Linked DNA regions of Ovis aries: regions 2 and 3 are each linked to region 1. The links are chromatin contacts, called in public Hi-C maps. All regions are on one chromosome and are shown on one strand. Each heading gives the region's core, a stretch centred on a gene start, on an enhancer-like site or on the middle of the called end of the contact. The rest is flanking DNA. Distances are from core to core; before and after follow the strand shown. Region 1 has its middle 77 kb from the start of TRIB1. Region 2 has its middle 180 kb from the start of TRIB1. Region 3 holds the start of TRIB1 (tribbles pseudokinase 1).

The links. Hi-C and Micro-C count contacts between places; a contact is called where the count stands out from the background.
Region 2: a contact with region 1 is called in a Hi-C map of blood, with 1.9 times the contacts expected there. The contact joins two enhancer-like sites. A contact is called at or near these places in 3 of 16 Hi-C or Micro-C datasets (blood and hypothalamus).
Region 3: a contact with region 1 is called in a Hi-C map of blood, with 2.3 times the contacts expected there. The contact joins the promoter of TRIB1 here to the enhancer-like site in region 1. A contact is called at or near these places in 5 of 16 Hi-C or Micro-C datasets (blood, liver and muscle).

The regions. Positions count from the first base shown.
Region 1 is chr9:27,740,047-27,744,239 of ARS-UI_Ramb_v3.0, forward strand. No RefSeq gene overlaps it. Among named protein-coding and RNA genes, the nearest start is that of TRIB1, 77 kb to the right of the region's middle. Within about 2 kb of position 2,000, at least 13 of the 54 cell types and tissues checked have an H3K27ac peak or open chromatin away from gene starts, as enhancers often do. A contact at or near this core is called in liver, where this site is marked.
Region 2 is chr9:27,638,680-27,642,872 of ARS-UI_Ramb_v3.0, forward strand. No RefSeq gene overlaps it. Among named protein-coding and RNA genes, the nearest start is that of TRIB1, 180 kb to the right of the region's middle. Within about 2 kb of position 1,907, at least 14 of the 54 cell types and tissues checked have an H3K27ac peak or open chromatin away from gene starts, as enhancers often do.
Region 3 is chr9:27,816,569-27,820,761 of ARS-UI_Ramb_v3.0, forward strand. It overlaps TRIB1 (tribbles pseudokinase 1), which reads right to left and starts at 2,195. Exons shown (of 3, transcript XM_015097737.4): 1 at 827-2,195. The coding sequence starts at 1,186. LOC121820328 (a long non-coding RNA gene) reads left to right here and starts at 2,254. Exons shown (of 2, transcript XR_006060812.1): 1 at 2,254-2,442; 2 at 2,558-4,193.

The DNA of each region.
Region 1 (4,193 bases), core at 750-3,249:
ATTGTATGTCTTTGGGAAAATGTCTATTCAGGGCCTTGACCATTTTTTAATTGGATTGTTTGGGGTTTTCCTATGGAGTTGTATGAGTTCTTCATGTATTTTGCTTACTAGCCCCTTATCAGATATATGATTTGCAATTACTTTCTCCCATTCCATAGGCTGCCTTTTCATTTTGTTGCTGATTTCCTTTCCTGTACAGAAACTTTTAAGCTGATATAGTCCCACCTGTTTATTTCTACTTTTGTTGCTTTCGCATTTAGAGTCAGACTCAAACAATTATCACCAAGACCTGTTTCAAAGGTGCTCACCTCATGCTTTCTTCTAGGAATTTTATGGCTTTGGGTCTTACAGTCAAGTCTTTGATCCATTTTGAGTTAATTTTTGTAAGGTTAAAATAGGTGTAAGAGAGTGCTCTAGTTCCATTCTTTGGCATGTGGCCACCCATTTTTTTCCAAAACCACTTATTGAAAAGATTGTCTTTTCCCCATTGCATATCTTTGGTTCCTATGTCATAAATGTATTGGCCATGTATGCATGGGTTTATTCCTGTGCCCTCTGTTCTGTTCCATGGATCTATGTATCTATTTTAACGTTAATTACCATACCGCTTTAGTCACTATAGCCTTGTAATATAGTTTGAAATCAGGGAGCACGATGCCTCCAGCTTTGTTCTTCTTTCTCAAGATTGCTCTGACTTCAGGGTCTTTTGTGGTTCCATACCAAGTTTAGGATTGTTTGTTCCTAACTTTAGATTTTCTTCTCTCCAGTGCCCCTTCAGGCCCCAGCTTTTATCCAAAACCACTCCAGCTCCTTTAAAAAAAAAAAGAAAAAAGTAATCATGATTATGAAGGACAGCTATAATTTCTTGCACTCTGGCAGTAAAAATGAAAAAAAAAATCTATGATAATGTGCTATGATAATCATTTATATAATAATAGCTAGCACTTATTTAGAACTCCTTACATACCAGGCATCCTTCTTTCAATTTTACCTGTATTAGCTTATTTATCAATTCTATGAGAAAGATGCTATTATCCTATCATCCCCATTCCTTAAAGATGAGGAAACTGGGGAACAGAAGAGTTAAGTCACCTACTTAAGGACACACAGCTAATGAGTAGCAGAGCAAGGGCTGAAACTCCAGGTTTTACAGTCTGAGTTCTTAGCATCTATATGAGCTGCCTCATGCAATCTTCATGTGTTCTTAATGACAGCCTTTCCAGGCAGATAGCATTTCCTGATTTTACAAATGAGAAAGCTGAGTCTCAGCTCTATCTGGACATGGGCACCAAATCACGATATTGGAACCCAGTATTATCTAATCTCAGAATCAGAGGTCCCCATCACCACACAACTCTGCCCCTCAGTTCACACTCCTCTGATCTTTGGGGAAACAAGAAGGGCCTCCCCATCTCCAGAGTGATCTGAGCCTGCTCCGTATGGTCAAGAACTTCTCACATCAGTCACCCAGTCAAGGGGAGACCTCTGGGGTTTCTAGATCCAAAGCCTGGGTGTCGCCATCAACCAGTTACCCTAGCACCTCCTCAGATTTTCTAGTCTTCAACTCCTTGGTAAGCGCGAGGACTATGTTCCATGAGGGAGAGCCCTGGGCTCCGGGGTGGACTCGGGTGGGCGAGGGGGACCCTTGGAGTTCAGAGGAAGCCACAGACCTGGGTTCCTGCAGCCCCCACTCCCAGCCCCCAGAGGCCGCACCCCTATACTTCAGAAACGTGTAATTCGCAGCCTTACCCTCCTCCCACGGACATGGGGTTCAGCTGCTGCTGATTCATTTTGAGAAGCTCCGCTTTCCACAGCTTCATGAGGAAGGATTGTCCCCACCACCAGGGCCATGTGTGTTTGCTATGATTCATCAGATGGTCTGCAATTGCCTCAAAAATAGCCCTTACGCAATCCAGGAGCCGCTGGGAGCCTCGGCGCAGGGGCTTCCCCTCTTAGTCACCCTCTGGGCCTCGGTCCACTTCCACGCAGCCACGGGAACACGGAGGGGCAGGCACATGCCCAAAAGAGGAACTTGGGAGACTAGCAGGCAGGGTGAAGCCCGCCCCCCCATTGCTGGCAACTGCGATGAGGCAAGACTGCAGCTGCGGGCCCTGTAGAAGTGAAATGTGCCCAGTAAACAAAATCTCCCGGGGCCAAGGGTGGCCGCTGGCCTGTGCCCTCTGGTCCCCGGGTCTCTGGATAGGAAGAAGGCCTAGACAGGGCCCATCTTCTCTTCCTGCAGATCAGGATGTTTGATGGGGAGGCAGGCTGCCACTGAGGCTGGAGCTGGTCTCAGCCTAAAGAGGATGCCCAGAGGGACAGAAGGGAGGGAGGTGTCCCCATCGGAAGCTCTTCCTGCTGGCCCTGAAGCCATTTTGGTCCAGTGGTTTTCAATTCCAGCTGCCTACAAAGTCACCTGGGGTGGAGGTGGGGCTGTAAGGGCAGGGGGGAGAAGTAATAAACTCAGGCTTGGTCTCCAGAGATGCTAGGTGGGGCCTGGGCACTGGTACATTTTTTCTTTTTCCCATTGGTGCTTTTTAAAGCCAGACATTTTAGAGTTGAAAACTACTTGCCTAGTCCAAGCCCTCACTTTGCATATAAGGAGTCACTGGACCTGAACTTTCCATTTGCCTACAAAGCCCTGCATGGCTTGGCCTCCGATGTCCCCATCACCTCTCTGAGTTCTCTCACTTTACCTCCAGTCTCTTCCTCCCCCAATCTCCTCCCCTTCTTCTTCCTCCCTCTCCTCTCTCTTTCTCCTACCTCAGGGCCTTTGCACTGCCTGTTACCCCTGCCTTTAGCCCAGGTCCCTCAAGATTCCAAGTCAGAATCCATGCCTCAATGCCACTCCATTTTCTCATTTTGCTTTATCATCCTTCATCACATTTGTTTATCACCTTATCCTCCATTCCCAGAAGGGGCAGGGCTTCCTGCTGTACCCCCAACACACCAGCATAGTGACCGGAACACAGCAGTGGCTCGATAAATCTGTTTGCTGAATGAATGGACAACCCAGTTTGGGGTTCACACCTACACCAACGCCCTGACCCACACCCACCAGACCAGCACGTCATTTGCCAAACCCCAGGATCACATGTTTTTCTGTAAGGACTAGTTTATGAATGCACACAAAGCAAGCTCAGAACCAACACTATTTCTCGTACAAACAGAATCTCCAAGACACACCCACAGAGGACCAAGAGCTGCTGCATAACCAGCATACCAGGGTGACCACAGCCAGAAAATAGCCTCATGGGAGGCCCTTCTGATGATGCTCCCACCAATCAAATGCACTCAGACTCCCATGGGATGCTGGCCTTCACAATTTACTGGAGCCAAGCTCTTGAACTGCACCCCCCATCTTGTCTTCAACCAATCATAATTCGTATATATACAACTGTTTATCAGTCACAAAATGACTTCACAAAATGCTCAGTCCTCATAACAAACCTGGGAGCTGAGTGCTACAGGCCTTCATTTTCCAGATGAATGTCCTGGATCCCAGAGAAGTCAAGTCACTTGCCCAAGATCACACGGCAAAGGCACAATGAAGATTAGTGAAAAAGGGAAACTGTTAGTCATTTCATCCATGTCTGACTCTTTGTGGCCCCATGGATTATAGCCCAGGCTCCTCTGTCCATGGGAGTTTCTAGGCAAGAATGCTAGAGTGGGTTGCCATTTCCTCCTCCAAGGGATCTTCCTGACCCAAGGATCCAAAAGCTGTCTCCTGCATTTCATGCAGATTCTTTACCATCTGAGCCACAACAAAGATCAGACTTAAAGCTAACTCTCAGCAAAAGCCATTCTTCTATCAGGGCCTCCAGCCAGCTCCCACTCCACACCAAGTGTGATTTATCACCTGCTTTTGTACCAAGCTTTGTCCTGGATCATGTAAGGCTGCTGGTAGGAAACTCCCCCTCCTGGAAGACGAAAGGCCTGCCATCTTCAAGGACATACAAAAGACTGGGCCTCAGCTTCTGAAAGCAGTCCAGGAGAGAGATTGACAACGCTGTGATACCACCTACTTCAGCTTGTGTTCTTCCAAATGCAGGGCCTCAGACAAAGACAAGGGTAAGTGTAGTTTGTTTAGGAGGCAGCCCCAAAATACCAGAATGAGAGGGGAGGGAGATGAATCAGAAAAAGAAGGAGAGTCAATCCAAGGATGTGATTTCAAAGTCGCCCTTGTACACATA
Region 2 (4,193 bases), core at 657-3,156, 100 kb before region 1:
ATACTGGAGTGGGTTGCCATTTCCTTCTTCAGGGGATCTTCCCAACCCAGGGGTCGAACTTGGGTCTGGTGCATTGCGGGCAGATTCTTTACCAACTGAGCCGCCAGGGAAGTCCATATTTAATTTATGTTGTTGATTCATCAACACTGAACTCACAGTTAACAACGCTATAACCCATGTCTGAAAGAAGCTTAGTTCATACACCTATATTCCCCATAAGATACGTCATAACCGTCTATGCTTAGGGCACTACACAATATAAGACACTTTGCTTGGGGGCAATTTTAAACAGCCAAATCACCCAAAAGAAGCCCCAAAATACTCAAAAGGTGGCACTAAATAGAGTATAGAAAGGACCCTTGTTTACAATACAAGAGCTTAAGAAAGAAGACTGCACTGTTCAGGTGGGAACATGAGTGCTGGGTGAGTCAAATGTTTTCACTGTTCTACACATGACCACAAATGATTGTGAAAGAACCGCGAATATAAGTTTAGGGGTTACAAGCAAATATTAGCAAGTACGCAAATTTGCAAAAGCAGACTTCACAAATAATGAGCATCAGTGGTGAGTAGTGTACGTATTATACTAGAGTGTGGTCCCCAGGGATGCTGGCCCATTGGGAACCCTGTCCTCTGGTTTCAGGCCCTCCAAGCAGACACAGAATAGCTGCAGCTGTGGTTGGTGGCTTCTCATGGTTCTGAGCAGCACTCACATGCAAAGAACGCTTAGCCAATGCTTTCTCTGTGGACTATTTAAAACAGCCTGCACTACTCTCTGCCCAGGAGTCGTCTCCTAATACATCCTCCCAGTTAGTGGCAACTTTGGTCCAAAGTCTCACCCAGCACCCTCCTTCTTGAGCCCCCACCTGACTCCCACACGGGCAGCTGAACACTCTCATCTCTCCCTGGCCCCTTGGACCTTGTGTGATAACAGGATCCATTGTCCTCTCTGTATCCCCACCTAGGGTTCTAGACCCAGAAAGCAGAAACCACATCTAGTTCTTTTTTTTTTTTCATTTCCCATACCTGGCACAGTTCCAATGACCAGGAGATGCTGAATGTTTGAATCACTGAACAGTAGAAATGACAGGGTCATTCCAGGCCTGAGGATGCTCAAAGTGGGGAGCATGACCAATCAGCAGCCCCACTGGGGAGCCTGTCAGCAATGCAGATTCCCTGGCCTCTCCCCAGACCCTTGGAATCAGAATTTCTGGAGAGGGGTCTAGCAAACTACATTGTAACAAATGTTCCAGAATATTCTTGTGCCCACTAGATTTCAGAAGCTCTGAGTTTGTTTGACTCCCTCCACCCCATTCCTTTACAGTGGAGGGTTGGTAAAGAGACACGTTTCCCCAAAGGCACACATTTGGTTAAGGGCAGAGGTAGAGAAAGAGCCCACAGTTCTAACTCTTGATCCTGAGCGTTCCACAGTGGGGAGACCAGCTGCCTTTGCTGAAACCAACTTTTCGCAGTGTTTGTCCACAAGACAAGCATGGTTCTCATCTTGGTCCTCATTCATGGATCTCCTCTTCCTCTTCTTCCTCCCCCTCCTTTTTCTTTTTCGTTTCCCCTCCTCTTCTTCCTCTCTCACCCTCTCTTCCCCTATCCTTCAACTTGGGGAAATAGCTTAAGCTCTTGGGCACCTACTTCCTTTGCATGTCAAATGGGAACAACCACCCCGTCCCCTGGCCAATTCAGGTCAACCCAAAGAACACAAGTTACCTCCAAGTGGATGCTCTGGTGCTGACTGGAATGACACAATTTAGAGGAAAGGCCTTGAAAAATTAAAAACGTCCACTCAGAGGGCAAGACTTAGCTTTAAAGCCTTCCTCCACCTGGATTCCCACCACCAACCCTCCCTGCCCCCACCATCCTCTCCCTCAGCTGTGAGAACAGGATTTGTTTTTTCTGCAGTGGGCTCTGGGTTATACATACAGGCAACTAGGTGAATGTTCTGGGAGGCCGTTAGGGTTTCTCAGAATGAGTCATTTTTTCAAAAATAACAAAACCTCTCGACATCACTTGATTTCAGCATTCTCGCCAGGCTCTTGTAACCTCTTTTGCAATTGCATTCCAAACACGCCTGACTTTTTTCTCAGGCTTGATGGCAAGTCCCCCCCTCCGCCCCCCCCTCCTTCCAGCAGAAGGCCTGAGAGACAAAGAAACCAAGCCCCAGGATCTGCCTATTCTGGTCCAGAATATGTGTAGATTTCAGAGGGAGGGAAACGTTTTGGAGGCTCTGGATGTTGGCAGGGGGTGGGGGTGCATAAGATCAAAGAGGCTGCCCTGGCTTCCAGCCTGCAGTTATGCACTGGACTTTGACAAACCACCCTGCTGCATCTCCTTCTTGACCCTAATGAGGACTGAATAAGGATCCCAAGGAGCTTCCCAGGTGGCACAGTGGTAAAAGAATCCACCTGCCAATGCAGGAGATGCAGGAGACTTGGGTTCCATCACTGGGTTGGGAAGATCCCCTGGAGGAGGAATTAGCAACCCACTCCAGTATTCTTGCCTGGAGAAACCCATGGACAGAAGAGCCTGGCCAGCTACACTCCCCGGGGTGGCACAGAGTCAGACATGACTGAGCGACTGAGCGTGCACGCACGCACACACTACAAGGATCCCAAGAGTGATAACCAACCACTGCTTAATGTGTCATGGTTTTACAAGGCACAGTTCACCTCCATCACCTCCTGTGCTGATGAGAACACTAGAAGTTCCTGGAGAAGCTTGGAGAAAGTGAACGTCTGGCCTGAGTTCTGACAGTTGATGATGGTGATAGTCTCCACGCACTGAGTGAGCCAGGCGCTTTATCGCTTGCATCCACCCATGCCCAGATAGGTTGTTACTCTTCCCATTTTCTAGATAGAGAAACTGAGGCTCAGAGAGGTTAAGTAACTTTTCCAGTGCCCCAAAGCAAGTGGCAGAGCTGGAACTGAAACCCAGATGTGCCTGGCTTCAAAGCCTGTATCTTTTCCAACCTCTCAGAGGCAAATCCTGCTCTCCAAACACTTTGCACACTATTCCACTAACACTTGTTGTGGATTTGAATTTTCACTCTGTATGCCTCCATCCTATGAGCTCCTCAAAGCAAAGACAGTGCTTCATTCATCTCTGTACCCTCAGCACACAGCTTGCTAATTGACACAGAGGTACACACCCACCATTGGATGAAATCCCTGACAGACTCAACCTCTGGTCCTCAAAGGGCAGAACTGGGTGTGTCCCCTACACTCACTGCTACCCCCATTCCAGAGCACTTGGAGCCTATGGTCTCTAGGAAGTGTCATGTCTAAACCTGCTCCTTGGACCTCCTGACCTTGGTAAAGACATCTCACCTCCCCAAGTTCCCAGGTTTCTCATCTGAGCAAATATGTTACTAGACAGGAGACCTCAGAGCACCTCCAGGCTCTCACAAGTGATGCTTCTGAAAGGGCATTGAGATTTCTCAAGAAGACAGGCCCTAGCACATTTGTTGGTTGAATAACAGTTGTTTGCAAAAAGGGCACTGCAAAACTCATTAAGAGAATCCATAACATTGATCCAGTAGTATACTTTGCATTTGCTCTTGTTTCTATAAGATCCTTGCACAAAAGGGAAAGTAAAACCTCAGAAGTCTTAACTCTGTGTGACTAAAATCCTGTGTGAATGAAATGCAGATATCGGTATCACTATTGTGTCTGCCTCGCATTAGGACTCAAGGTGGATGTCACATTCCCACAGCCCCCACTCTCTCCAGCTGCCCCATCACCAGGTTGAGTGGGCTGACCTTCTGCCACATTTAGGTCAAGGTACACATCACTTTTGCATTGAAATTGCCCGCTTATTTCTCTCTTCTCCAGGAGGCTGTGCACCAGTATTTGTCTATTTCCTACTACACTTCGTGGCCTTTTGTATCTTCAGCATTTAGCCAGAGTGCAAGCAGGAGATACCACTTAAGAAATGTTCGATGATGGCATAACTTCCCCAGTTCCAGACTCCTGCAGAATCCTGTTCTGAGGGCACATCCACAGGATAACCCTGGGAACTAGGCAGCGTATCTCTCCTTGTGCCCATTTTAAAGATAAAGGAACTAAGACTCAGAATGCTGACAGACTCATCCAACACTGCACAGCCCAGAAGGGGTAGCTCCCACACACGTTACAAGACCGCAGACCGTGCGATCTCGAGTGGGAGGGGGTCCTTGATAGCCA
Region 3 (4,193 bases), core at 945-3,444, 77 kb after region 1:
AGGTAGATGGACTGTGCGAATGTTCTGCGTCTACTGGCGCAGGAGGAGAGCGCGGGGAATCCTGTTTCTAGTCGTTCCTCCAATTGGATGGCATCCCTTATGTTCAAAGGAAAATCGCTGGCCGGAAAATCAAGACATGAATGGAAGCGAGGGTTCCTAGCCGGCGCGGGCTTTCCAACATTTCCATTCCGGCCAAATCTCCCAGCCCTGGCTGGAAGACCCCCCCACCCCCCACCCCAGACTGCTCTCTGGGAAAGACAGAGTTCCGGTTCCATCGCGGGTTCCAGCCGGAATCCCCAAGATCTGCGCCCGACACGGACCTCCCGCCCCCTGACCACCCACAACTGAGCCCGGGTGCCTCGCAGCCCCGGCGAGAAAGCCGCCAGCTGCTCCAAGCTCCAAGCAGGCACCCACTGCAGGGCGCCCTTCCAGAACGAGGGGCGGGGGGACCGAGGAGAATGAGAAAAGGAGAATGGCACGGCCCTGGGATCCATTTCAATTCCACAACTTATATGGAGCGCCACGCACTAAACTGGGCGCTAAGAAAATAATATCTAATAGATATAAAGCAATTAAGCACTTCCTCTTGACTGCCGAGTTCAAATTATACCACTTCATCCGAACCTCACAATTCCCAGTAAGGAGATCCTGGTCAAATGCTGCCTTCCCGGGCTCAAATCCACTTAACCGCCTTGCCTCAAGCCCAAACGCTGGCGGCACCTTAGGCTCCCGGGCGCTGGCGGGCGAGACCTCAAACACTTTTGCCTGCCACCGTGTTCCCGCTCACCCGCGACCTCCGCCGGGTCCCGGCCCCCCCGGTGCGTACCTTGCAGCGCAGCTCGCGGCCGGTGTGGATGCACAGCGCCCGGGACACATGCTCGCGCTCAGCCAGGGGCAGCAGCAGGTAGTCAGCGATGCGGCTGGGCCCCGGCGCGCTCCCGGAGCCGCCGCCGGCCCCTGGAGCGGCGGGCGGAGGCTGCGGGGTGCAGGGAGAGCCAGGGGGGCTGAGGTAGTCCGGGGGGCTCGAACACTCGGAGAGACGTGGGCACTTGGCCGCCACGGCCGCCGCGTCGTCCGCGTCCAGCAGGCGTTTGGCCGGGGTGCCCCGGCCGGCGGCGAGCAACAAGGCCGGAGTGCGGGGCTGCGAGACGCCGTTCATGGCAGAGCGCACGGGACCGACCCGCATCCCGACCCGGGCCGGGGCGGCCCCTGCTTTATAAGTCCTCGGATCCGCCCGGAAAGGCGCGACGGGCGCCGCGACTTACTCCAGCCCGGGGGATGGAGTTTGCAGACGGAGCTTGGTTCTGCCCCCACTAGGGGCAAAGCTGGAGCCGCTCCTGGTGCACGCGGGGATCACGCTGGCAGCGCGTCCGCGGCGCGGAGGCCGGCTCGGGTCTCTGGATCCTCGCGGGTACCTGCTCCGGGCGCCTAGCAGAACAGCGGCAGCCGCCGCTATTGTTGTCGAAGCTGCCGACAGTCGGGGAGGCAGAGGCGGCCGGCCTTCCCGAGGTTCAGAGCGGCGAGCACAGGATTCCGCGGGCTCGCTGGAGCCACGGAGCAAACACACTTCCCAGAGCAAGAAGTCTCGTAGCGAAAGCCAAAGCAACTTTTCCGCGGCGCTCGGAATCCGGCGCGCTCTTGGGCTCCCGGCGTGAGTGTGCGCGAGCGAGACGCTCTCGGAGAGAGTGACTGAGTGTGAGTGAGTGTGTGCGCCGCACCGATCCCGGCCAGTGCACTCCTCCTTCTCCTTTTCCTCCACCTCCTCCGCCTCCCGGTGACTCACGCTGTATACACACACACTCACAGGCCGGGCTGTGTAAACAGTTGGGAAGCCGGGTTGTGCAATGAGGTGGCTGCGACGACTCCGGCCCTGCCGCCGGGCGAGCAGTCACCGAAGCGGAGGGGGAGGACAAGGGCGGGGGGGCGGCGGGAAGGGGAGGTGGAGCTGGGTCGGCGGGGGCGAAGGGGTGGCCCGAGGGCTGGGATGCTCGGGGCTGAGCGCGCTCCGGCGCAGGTGGTGAGTTCTGAGCCCGCTAGGGCGCGCGCACACATTCCCCCCAGCTCCCCCCAAACCCTCAACAGGCTGGTCTAGGCAGGAGGCGGCGCGCGCCCTCCCGCAGGCCGTGGACTCAGCGCTGGAAGCCGGGGGAGGAGGCGGAGGAAAAGTTCCCGTGACGTCAGGGTCCCGGGGAAGTGGGCGGGAGGGGAGGGGCCGCGGGAGGTGAAGCGACCGGTGATTGGTGCGCGCTCCTCATTCACTCGGAGCACAATGGACCGCGGGCGCGCGCACCAGTTCTCCAGCACCCGCCGCTCCCTGCGGCCGCGGGGTGACTCCTTTTGCCCCGGGGGATCCCCTCGCCGCCCCGCGCCTGGGGACCTCAGGTTGGAGCTGTAGGCGTCGCCGAGACCCGGCGGTAGCCGGAGGAAGGGAGGAAAGAGAAGGTGATGAATTCCGGAATCACTCATTCACCCCCACGCGGTAGTTCCGGGGAAGACCTATGCGTGGTAGTGTATGTGACGGTTTTTTTTTTTTTTTCCTTTTCCTGCCCCCTCCCAGCTCTAATCCCCAGCGTCTGTTCGCTTCCACAAATAGAACCTTCTGTTGGATGAAATAAAAGCAAACACTAGGCCTTCTGCTCTCCTCCACCTCCACGCCCCTCCCGCGCCTGCCGCCCGCCCGGATTGCACGGAAATAGCTTCTCCCGGCTCCCCGGCCGCCCCTTCGCGGTGACTCGCAGAAAGAGCTTCCTGAGCCGCGGCCGGTGGGAAACAAAGGATGTGGGGAGAGGGCGGAAGGGGCCCACGTGGCCGTCTCCGAATTCCTGTCCCCTCCCCGTGCCTCCTCCGCAGCCTCCACACGCGCAGCAGGGTCTAGAGCCCCGGGGCTAACCCGGTTCCTTGGTGACCGGGTGTAGTGATACTACCTACATCCAGGCGCTCCTGCCGGGGCGTGTGCATGCACTCCTGCAACCTGATTTGCGTGAGCTCGAGATGTGTCAGACCCTGCACAGAGCTCCATGAAAAAACAACCTAGATGCTGTCGCTTTTCTTTCGAGAACCAGGTCAATTCGGAGTCCCTGGACACAGAACACAGATAACTGTTATCAGAGTCCCTTCTGTACTTCTGCTAAATGCTTCATTTTCTAAAACCAGATCGAGCCCTAAGGATAAATCCTTTTCCATATTAAGTCTCCATTCATTCAGCAAGCACTAATGAAGCATCTAAGCTAGAGGCTGAGGATTAAGAAGATGAAAATTAACAATAGCTAACACTAATTGAACTCTGTAACGTGGCAGGCGCTGTTCTTAGCGCTTGACACACTGATGTTTTACAACTACCAGTAGTTATTTTTTGTCCCTTTTCACAGAGAAGCCTGCAAAGATTAAGTTACTTGCTGTGGTCAAATTCGCTACTGAATGCATTCAAGCTCTTAAAGCATTTGTGGGGACTCAAAGTAGAGATTACAATTTGTAGAGTTAGGGAGGATTCCATCTAGAAAGCATTTGACCTGGGGGGATATTTGGGATTGTAAAAGATTTGCAAGGAGTGAGGGCGTGGGGAGGTGGGAGGGTGGGCGGGGCAGGTAAGACAGGATGTGGGGAAGGTTCAGGTAGAAGTTAAGAGGCGAGGTTGGCTATAAGGGTGGAGCTGAACCTGCAGAAATCATCGGAGAAAATCTCCAATGCCTGCTAAGAAGGCTGCACTTGATCTTGTAAGCAAGAGAGAGTCCACCTGAGGTTTTCCTTCTTTCAAGTTAATTTTGTGCCAGTTATTTAAGATCCACTGAGCTGCCCACTGATGCTGAAGCTGAAATTCCAATACTTTGGCCATCTGATAATAAAGAACTGACTCATTGGAAAAGACCCTGATGCTGGGAAAGATGAAGGCAAGAGAAGGGGACGACAGAGGATAAGATGGCTGGATAGCATCAGGACTTGATAAGCATGAGTTTGCGAAAGCTCCAGAAGTTGGTGATGGACAGGGAAGCCTGGCTTGCTGCAGTCCATGGGGTCACAAAGAGTCAGACACAACTGAGCGACTAAACTGAAACTGACTGAGCTGCCCACTGGCCATCATCACTTGGATGGCAAACTCAGCAAAGGCCATCAGCCTCTTTGTCTAAGGTGTGCACCCCCTTCACTGCCTCTTCTAAAAGAAAGGCATTGCCACCATCATCCCTGGGGACAGAATC